Regions from separate parts of the Sus scrofa genome. Here region 1 is linked to region 2. Evidence: chromatin contacts called from public HiChIP or PLAC-seq data. All regions are on one chromosome and are shown on one strand. The core of a region is the stretch at or near the end of the contact, and the rest is flanking DNA. Distances in the headings are between cores, read along the strand shown.

Evidence for each region. HiChIP or PLAC-seq counts read pairs in DNA pulled down with a chosen protein or histone mark.
Region 1: an H3K27ac HiChIP or PLAC-seq map of alveolar macrophages shows a contact between it and region 2. The contact joins two enhancer-like sites. A contact is called at or near these places in 1 of 47 Hi-C or Micro-C datasets (embryonic fibroblasts) and 1 of 2 datasets of contacts at active chromatin or transcription factors (alveolar macrophages).

What each region holds. Positions count from the first base shown.
Region 1 is chr1:225,962,599-225,967,079 of Sscrofa11.1, forward strand. All of the region lies in intron 5 of TMC1 (transmembrane channel-like protein 1), which reads left to right. Among named protein-coding and RNA genes, the nearest start is that of TMC1, 250 kb to the left of the region's middle. Within about 2 kb of position 2,808, at least 3 of the 83 cell types and tissues checked have an H3K27ac peak or open chromatin away from gene starts, as enhancers often do. A contact at or near this core is called in alveolar macrophages, where this site is marked.
Region 2 is chr1:225,812,660-225,817,064 of Sscrofa11.1, forward strand. The region is part of intron 2 of TMC1 (transmembrane channel-like protein 1); the gene reads left to right. Among named protein-coding and RNA genes, the nearest start is that of TMC1, 100 kb to the left of the region's middle. Within about 2 kb of position 2,257, at least 46 of the 83 cell types and tissues checked have an H3K27ac peak or open chromatin away from gene starts, as enhancers often do. A contact at or near this core is called in alveolar macrophages, where this site is marked.

The DNA of each region.
Region 1 (4,481 bases), core at 1,558-4,057, 150 kb after region 2:
TTTTTTTTTGGCTGTGCCCACAGTATGCAGAAGTCCTGGGGCCAGAGATCGAACTGTGCCATGGCTGTAACTAGAAGCACAGCAGTGACAATGTCAGATATTTAACCCATTGAGCCACAGTGGAACTCCCACTTGATAATGTTTAATAAGCACTAACATCACTTCCTTTTTGGCTTCCTATTTTCTATGCCTCTTTTTCTGAGGAATTCCTCTCTTTTGACCCTTTTTATTTTTCAAGTTTATCAGTGACATAATTTTGGCTACTTCCTCTGCCCTGGGAGCCATTCTGTCTCTTTAGGAAGCTTTTGCATGTGCCAGATCTCATCTTTTATGTTTTGATGTTTAATAACACTCAAAGGTTTTATTTCTTTTGTTTGAATAGTATGAAAGAAAGTGTGCTCATTTAATAACCTACATATTCAAAAATTTATTACTTTTTTAAACAAAGAAAAATGGAAAATTCTATGATGATATATCATAGCTAGTGAATACTTGTAATCAGAACTCTTCCAGAAATTTCAGGATGTATCATATCACTGATGATGCTGGAAGATAGGGGAAGGCAGGAGCATGGCTGACTTTTAATACCATGTATCTTCTACTGCCACAGAATAGTTAAGACCTAATAAATATTTATTGAGTGAATGGTTGACTGTGCTATGAATAGATACTTGGATAGTGAGTTCTGTGATCCTAATCTTTATAAGTACCTCCTAGGACCTGCTTTCAGGTAGGTTTAAGAAGATGTAAGCGTAGTCTAGGACCCTAGTCCTTGTTCTATGCTCCTGTGTGAAGGGGGTATTAGACAGGCAATTGGCCTCTAATACTATATTCCTTAGTAGGTTATATGGGATCAAAAGCAGAACTTTAGAAAGGAGGTCTATTTTTAGGCTTGGTGACTTATTTAGATAGGGTTGGTATAGAAAGTGGTACAAAGATATTCACGTGTATAATATCACATCCAGGGTGTTTTGATGCTGCATTCCAATGACCTGGGAGGGGATGGGTGGAAGCACCTGAAAACTGAAATAAACCACCGCAGGCTCCTCTTTGCAATCCACAAGTCTGGCAGCTGGTGACTCAGGAGACCTGAATATTTGTTACGTATAGCACCATAATGCCACCTTAGTTTATAGATTTAGAGATTAATCTAATAGATTCTAAATCATTTGGTTCATTTAAAAAATCTTTATCTCTTTGCTTCTCGCTAAACTTCTTCTTTTCTATGTCTAGATATAGGTGATGGCACTAGATTCTTGTGAGCTATCAGCCCCAACCACCGGGAAGGAAAATTACCCCACTCATGAGAAAGTGACATTTGCTTTCTCTTTGAAGAGGAGTGATCTGTATAATGGTGTGCTGAAGTGGGAACATGATTCCCTGCCATGGTTCCTCTTCATCCCCCTGTATTTACATCTCTTCATTGAGAAGGCTGGGGTTCTGTGATGATCAGAGCTGCCAGACTGCACAAATGCTGTAGTGAGAAGACAGCCAAGTAAAATACTAACCATTTCAACCGGAAAAATTTACAATAGCTACATTAAAACCTGCTTTGATATTGAGAGGTACGGGAGATGCAGTTAAGGAAAATATAGGTTTGTCTCCAAGGAAATTAGGGAAGAGCCCTAAAGAAGCAGTCCTACTCTAATGGAGCAAAGCTCTGCTCTGTTCCCTCCAGTCCTGTGCTTCCTCCTTCCTGTGACTTTGTTCATCATTTTTCTTTCTCTTGGAAAGTTTTCTTATACAAAGGCCCCAAAGCTAGGGGGAAAATGTGGTACGTCCGGGAGTAGACGAAAGTTACCATGTAATATCACTATTGTTCGTTGATGGATTGGTTCATTAATTCATTTATACATTCACTTATTCATGCCACAAATATTTACTGAATGCTACAATTTTCCAGGCACAAAAACAGAGAGTTGAAGAAGACCAAGAAAGGCCCTGCCTTCTTAGAGCTTACTTCCTATAGGGAAAATAAAAAGTAGCTCAATTAATAAATAACTAGAGAACATAATGTCAGGTGGAGACAGCTATGAAGCAAACTAAAGCAGGATAGAAGAGCTACTGATACCTGGTAGCTTTTAGTTTTTCCATCTGTCTAGTTGCTCTTGCAGTCTCAGTGAGGTGGTTTGGCAAAGGAAATTACCAGTGTTGACTTTCAATTTAAGGCCTTTTTCTATCCCATGTCTCACCACTATGCTCTTCTTCTCGCCTCTAAGATCTAATTCCCTGCATTCTGCAATGCCAGTCAGCTTTCTTCCTCTTAGCTGCCACATATTCATTATAAAAATGTACATGCACTATAGTCCTTGCCTGGATAAACTAGAATTCTCTTCTCTATTTTCTCATTTTTTAAATACTGTAGAAATTGCTCGTCTGCTGATATTCCTTCTTTCCCTTTGTCTTGTGGGTTTGTATCTTTTAAAATTCCTTCACTACCATGTATAGTTTGATCTTGAGAAGTACCAAAGGCAAACATATGTATGATCCATAGTATTTAAATGAATTTACCTACTCAATCTGTTTAAAAGTTGAGGTAATAGCACCCATCACTGGGTTTCTCTATGGATCCTGGACATTTTTAATCCCTGAAGTTTTTCATTTGCTTAGCAATAACATGGTCAGGTATGTTGACCTGAAACAAACAGATATTTCTTCAGCAAAGATGGGTTTGTTTTGGATCAGCAGAGAATTGCAGTTTGGGGTCTGCAATCATGGTGAGCCACCTGCAAGGCCTGGAAGGAAAGGAGTGTGCTTTTATAGGGAGGAAAAGGAAATTGAGAGGGCTTTAGTAAGCCAAGAGTCCATGGCTTTCCATTGGCTGAGTCTTTGAATTGAAGCAAGTCTGTTTACTTGCTGGGCTCTGTTTTCCACACAGGATGAGAGCTCCCCCTTCTGGCCTCCAACTCTATTTAATTGAGGTTTCTGTTTATTCATTTTTTAGTAGGTAACGACACCTATTGCTATAAATTCCAGCCCCCATCCTTTGTTCACCCCAATGGGGCTATAACTTGTTCTCTACCAATTCTAGTTCTTTTACCAGCAATTTGTCAATTACAGTGTAGAATTTTCTACCCACTAACAGTTTCCACACAGGTTTCTGCTTGCAGGGTTTTGCTGTGGTGAATTGCAATTCTCTGTATTGCCCTGTGTCTCTCTCCAATTTTAGGGGCAATGATTTGCCCTGTGAAGTCAATTCTCCGAAGAATTGTTGATTTTTAGTTTGTTCAGCTTTTTCTAGTTAGGATGGGAATGATGACTTCTAATCTCTTTACATTTAGAGACTCAGTGTTAATCTACCTCTTTCATGCAGTTTGCACTGACCGATTCATCATCCTGGGCTGTCTTTCTCTCCTGACTCCTATTTTTGACATTAAATACTTACATTCCACTCTACACCAATCATTTTATTTGTGCATATGTTTTCATCTGTCTAGACTAGGACCTCCTGGAATGAAAGAAAAAATAGCTTATTTACTTTATGGCTCCTCAGATGTCATTAGATTAGTATAGATTTGAGTGCTTTCTATATACTGCCACATACATTTTACTTATTTAATTTTCATAACACTGCTATGAGATTATTTATTTTTACAACTTGTTGAAATGGAAAATGGAAACATGCTCAAAGAGGCTAGACATGGCTTATGGTCATGCTTTTTGAAGCGGCAGAGGTAGGTTTTGAACTCAGGTCTGCCTGATTCTAACAAGACAGTTCCTTCAACTAAGACACACAGTCCTTCCTACTGCTTTCTTCCTTGCAAAGTAAGGATGATGGCAGTACCTGACCTAAGAATAAAATAGTCAATTGAGGTCTATTAATTTTGATAATTAAGAGAAAGTAGAGCTAATTAACTAAAACTCTCTCCTATCATTTCTCCTTAAACTTCCACAATGTCTCAGCAGCATTTTTCTGAACTACATTACAAGGTGGAACATTTTAGCCACTACTGAAGAAAGCACTAGACATTTTATTAGTAGGCTCCTTTCTTCCTAACACTGTGGGGGAAAAATATTAAGTTCTGACTGCTTTATTCCTGTTTTTTTTTATGACCTTTTGTAATCCAGGACTTCTTTACAGGGACACTGCAAGGGTCAGTCAAATAAGCCTTTGAGTGAAATTCTAGGAGACATAACAAAGTGTAACCTCTTACTTTCTGTATCTTTATTTTTTTTTTAATTTTCCTCACTTTTTGTCTCCCTAAATCTGTCTTAAAATCAAAAACAAAACAGAACAGTACTTTTTAAAAGCATCTTTAAAAGTAAATAGGGTAAATATTCATTTACTGTAATAATTTGGAAATATAGAAAATGTCTAAAGAGGAAGAAAAAGACTTCTCACAACCTCATCATCCAGATATGGCTGCTAGCATTTTGGCATATTTTATGTCAGCCCCAACTCACATTTGGCATGACTTTTATTTCAGTTATCTCATATTGTATAATATACAGAATTTTTATAATCTCTTTACATAGTAGAT
Region 2 (4,405 bases), core at 1,007-3,506:
AGAAATTAACTATTACATTTCTGTACCTTATTATCTTCCATTCCTAATCTGGATTTCATCAAGAGAAGCTTACACAGCAGAAATATCAAATTTACTTCTAATCCATTCCCAGAATGGAGTGTGGTCTTCCTGTTAGGGCCCCAGGCAGCAGAACCAGACACACAGAGATTTTTAGTAAACTCCTACTGAGTATGCGTGAAAGTCTTCAGCTTTTGCCCTCCAAACTAAATGTGGAGACAAGTATCTCAGTGATCTCCCCTTTATGGAGATCTGTTGAAGTTAAATGAGGAATATTTTCAAATTATACATGTCTTAGTCCCATATCTGCTCTTTAGCCTGTGTCAGTATGGGACCTGGGATTTGCATTTTTATAAAACTCTTAGACAATTATAATCTCTCCTTTAGTTAAGAACTGCAGTGTAGAGGCCTAGTTTTAGAGATAAGTTAATGTTACCTGATTCCTCTGAAGGTCAAGGTCCCCATGAATAGTGCTCTCATAGAGATAAAGAAATAAAGAGGCTGTTCCACTTATTGTGACTACCCAAATTACTTCCAAACTAACTGTGATAAATCAACCATTAATGATGCTCACAGATTCTGTGGGTCAGGAATTCAAACAAGGCTTGAAGTGGATTACTTACTCTACATCATGAAGTCTGAGACCTTGGGTGGAAAACTTGAAAGCTGGGGCTGGGATTAGCTGAGGTTCATTCACTAATATATCTGATGCTGATGTGGTTGTCGACTGAGACCTTAGCCCAGGCTGTCAGCTGGTACATTGTCTATATATGACCTCTCTATGGGTTCTGGGATTCCTTACAACAAGATGGCTGAGTTTCAATAACAAGAGTACCAACAAGGCAGAAATTATATTGCCTTCCCGAACTAGCCCTGGAAATCATGCAGCAGCATTTTTGTTGCATTGGCACATTAGAGGGAAGTCACTAAAGTGAACCATATTCAAAGGAGACAAATTAAGCTCTTTTTTTTTTTTTTTGTGGAAGAAGTGTCACAGGATTTGCAGGTCTATTTTAATTTTTTAATTATTTGTTTATTTATTTATTTAATCTTTTTGGGGCCACACCCGTGGCAATGGAGGTTCCCAGGCTAGGGGTCAAATCAGAGCTGTAGCCGCTGGCCTACATCACAGTCACAGCAACTGGGGAACCAAACCACATCTGTGACCTACACCACAGCTCATGGCAAGATCCTTGACCCACTGAGTGAGGCCAGGGATTGAACCTGCATCCTCATGGATGCTAGTCAGATTTGTTTCCGCTGAGCCATGACGGGAACTCCCTGCAGGTCTATTTTAAAACTATCACAGGTGCTGTGGAAAAAAACAATATAATAATAATAATAATAATAACAATAATATACAACGTTATTGGGCACTTATGTGCCAGATTCTTTTCTGAACATTCTATGTAAATTATCACAGTCCTCTCACAACCCTATAAGATAGACAATATTATAATCTCTATGTTTAAGATAAGGAATCTAAGCTTGCCTAACTTGCCTAAACTGAAACTTGCCAGAAGATTAAAACCCAGCAGCCTTGCTCCAGAAATATTTTCTTATTCACTACTACATGCTACATAACCAAGAGCTGTGAAGTCTAGGCCAAAGCACTAATTATACTCCAAGTGTTTTCTATGCTCAAGACCATTCTGAGGAAAAATGACTTCTCATCTTGTCTTTCTAGTCTATCCTGATTGACCAGGGAAGGACCTCTTTCTGTAGCCATCATCTGTATTAACCCTAAGGTCTGGAGGCAGAGCGCTATAGAACTGCTGGAGGGTTACATCAGATCCTTCCACCCAGAAATTGAATGTAAGTCTATCTACGGGTAGTCAGTTGTTTGTCAGTGGGCAGAAAACAGGAGACACACAGAAAGTAAGTCAGGAAGCCAACATAGGAAGCAGAAACTCTGGGAAACAGGAATTAAAAGCAGACAGGAGAATAAAGAGATGTGTATTTATATAAACAAAAGCAGTAAAAGCAAAGCCAGAGAAGAGAGTAGTTAGTGCCCATAGTACTAAAGGACTAGAGCAGACAGACAGACAGATGCTGATGTCTAAGACACGTTTGCCAGAGTGAAAGTGGCAGGCTGAGTATATATTTACTAGAACTGCTCTTACGTATCTGCAGTGTTTAGCTCTCAGTGAAATTTGTCTGTGCTGCCACTGGAGTTCCCCTGCCCCCCATGCATCCTCATTATCTGAAGTAATGTCAGCCTCTCTCTTTCTGTTCTTTACACTCAAATGCCCTCATTCACTGACTGTGCCACTAATGAGTCATGTGGTCTGGGATAGGTCACTTCCCTGTTTGCTTTGGTTTTCTCATTGATAAGATATGCATTGGATGATTTCCAGCTCCGAAATTTATTATTCTGAACTTTGGCATGAAGAGGGTCACAGTTGGATTGCAAAGTCATGGCAATTCCCCCACCCTTGTTATTCCCGACTTCCTTTTCAACAACAGTGACTTAATCTCAAGAATTCTGTCTCATAAGAAATCCAACTGCAGTGCCAGGGTGCAAATTAGCTGTGCAGCCTCCTGGCAGCCCCCATGCGGGCTCCCCCAGCTCTGTGTGGTATTTTCTGTTGAGCCAGCAGGCATGTGTTTGCTGACCCTGTCTTCTCTCATTTCACAAGAGGCCTCGTTTGCTGGAGAGAGATGAAAATAAACTATGGGAAGTTGCAAACACGTTGATGGGAACTGAGGCAAAACGTAGAAAGGCCTCTGGTTTTGTGTGGTCAGAGGTGACGGTAACTTCTGGCCAGGAAGGAAATTGGGAAGGAATGGTTGTACAGATTATACTTAAAATTCTGTTTCATCTCAAGCAGAATTTGTAGTAGAACAGACCAACATTTGCATTTCAGAGAAATGAAAAAGACAGAATTTTGGACCTGGAAGGGCCCACAAGTACTCTTGTGTTAACCTCTACCTCTTACACACTTCCATCCACCCTTTCCCTACATGAGTTTGAATTTGGAGGAAATCATAGGCAGAGCTCCAGATGGAACATTTGGAGACCTGGAAATAGTTTTGGCTCTGAGGTCAGCTTACTGTGTGACTGTGAACAAGAATTTCTTGGGGTTCTCAGTTTTTCCATTTGTATATTAAAGATGGTACTTTCTGTCTTTTGCTTATGTCACTAGAATTTTGTGCCAATTAATGAGATATTAGTCTCTATTTTCCTCGTTTCCCCCACTTTGTACTAAACTAAATGTTTAGGGAGAGGTACAGGTTAACTCTTTCAAACCTCCAGGGAATTGTTTTATGAATCACTAGTGTATTGAACTAAATATTATCCTCGTATGGTCCATTTAGAGAGAAGAGCACCAGAAATGCATTGAATAGTCTGAATGTTACCCTAGAGAGCTGAAAGAGTTAATGTGCTTGCTTCTGGTAGGGCTGATTTGATGCCAAGATATGACATAAGACATAGGAGAAAGAGAAGGCTAAAATATCTTTACTTGAGGGAAAATTTAGCAATCCATTAGTAACAACTGGATCATACTTCCCTTTTACTGCCTCTTTCCCTGCCCAGTCACACACACACACACACACTCACACTCACACTCCCATATCTTGGTATCATACTACTGACTGGAATGGGGACGTCAAACTGAGCTGAGTGGAAAAATGCTTTGAATTCTTATGAAAGAAATAAATACACCTCTCTCTGAATTGTCTGTTTGTATTCCACATTGGATGGTGGCATTTTTTTCCTCTCTTTTCTCCCCCTATTCACAGAAACTCACCTAAGGGTTATGGCTGATTTATTTCAAACCTGGATCCAGTGAAGAAATAGGCTTCTGTGAGTATACTAAGAAACTTAGAATAACAGGTAGTAAAACTCCACTGTTTGCCCATTAGCAGGAGAATAATGTCAAAATTCCTGAAATTGAAATTCAAGGAACTTTTTGGTCTGTTTCCAACCTAAGAATACTGCCAGTAGAAAGGAAACTTCTTTGAGTGAAAACATTGTCCACATTGTTGGTTATAGCAGGGCATCGTGTTGTCTGTCATTGTCAACCTAAGGATGTTGAAAACCAAGAGTGGTCTGATGTGCCAATGTATTTGAGAACTTATCTGTTATTATGGCAGAACAGCTATAGGCTCTCTTTCCATGTTCTTCTGGGGTTTTTCCTGTGTTTTCATTCTTTGTGCTTACTCTTCTGTCACCCCTACTCTCTTTAATTGACTGAATGAAAATTACCATGAAAAATATTTTCTTGTTAAAAATTTTCAACATTGTTATAATTCTGATTAAAGTGACCATATTAAGTCCTCAGGGTTAAAATAGAAGAATAACTATATTTTTGTTGTTGTTCACTGAAAATATGCCAACATGTAACAAAGTGATTGATAACATAATTAGCATTCAATAAATATT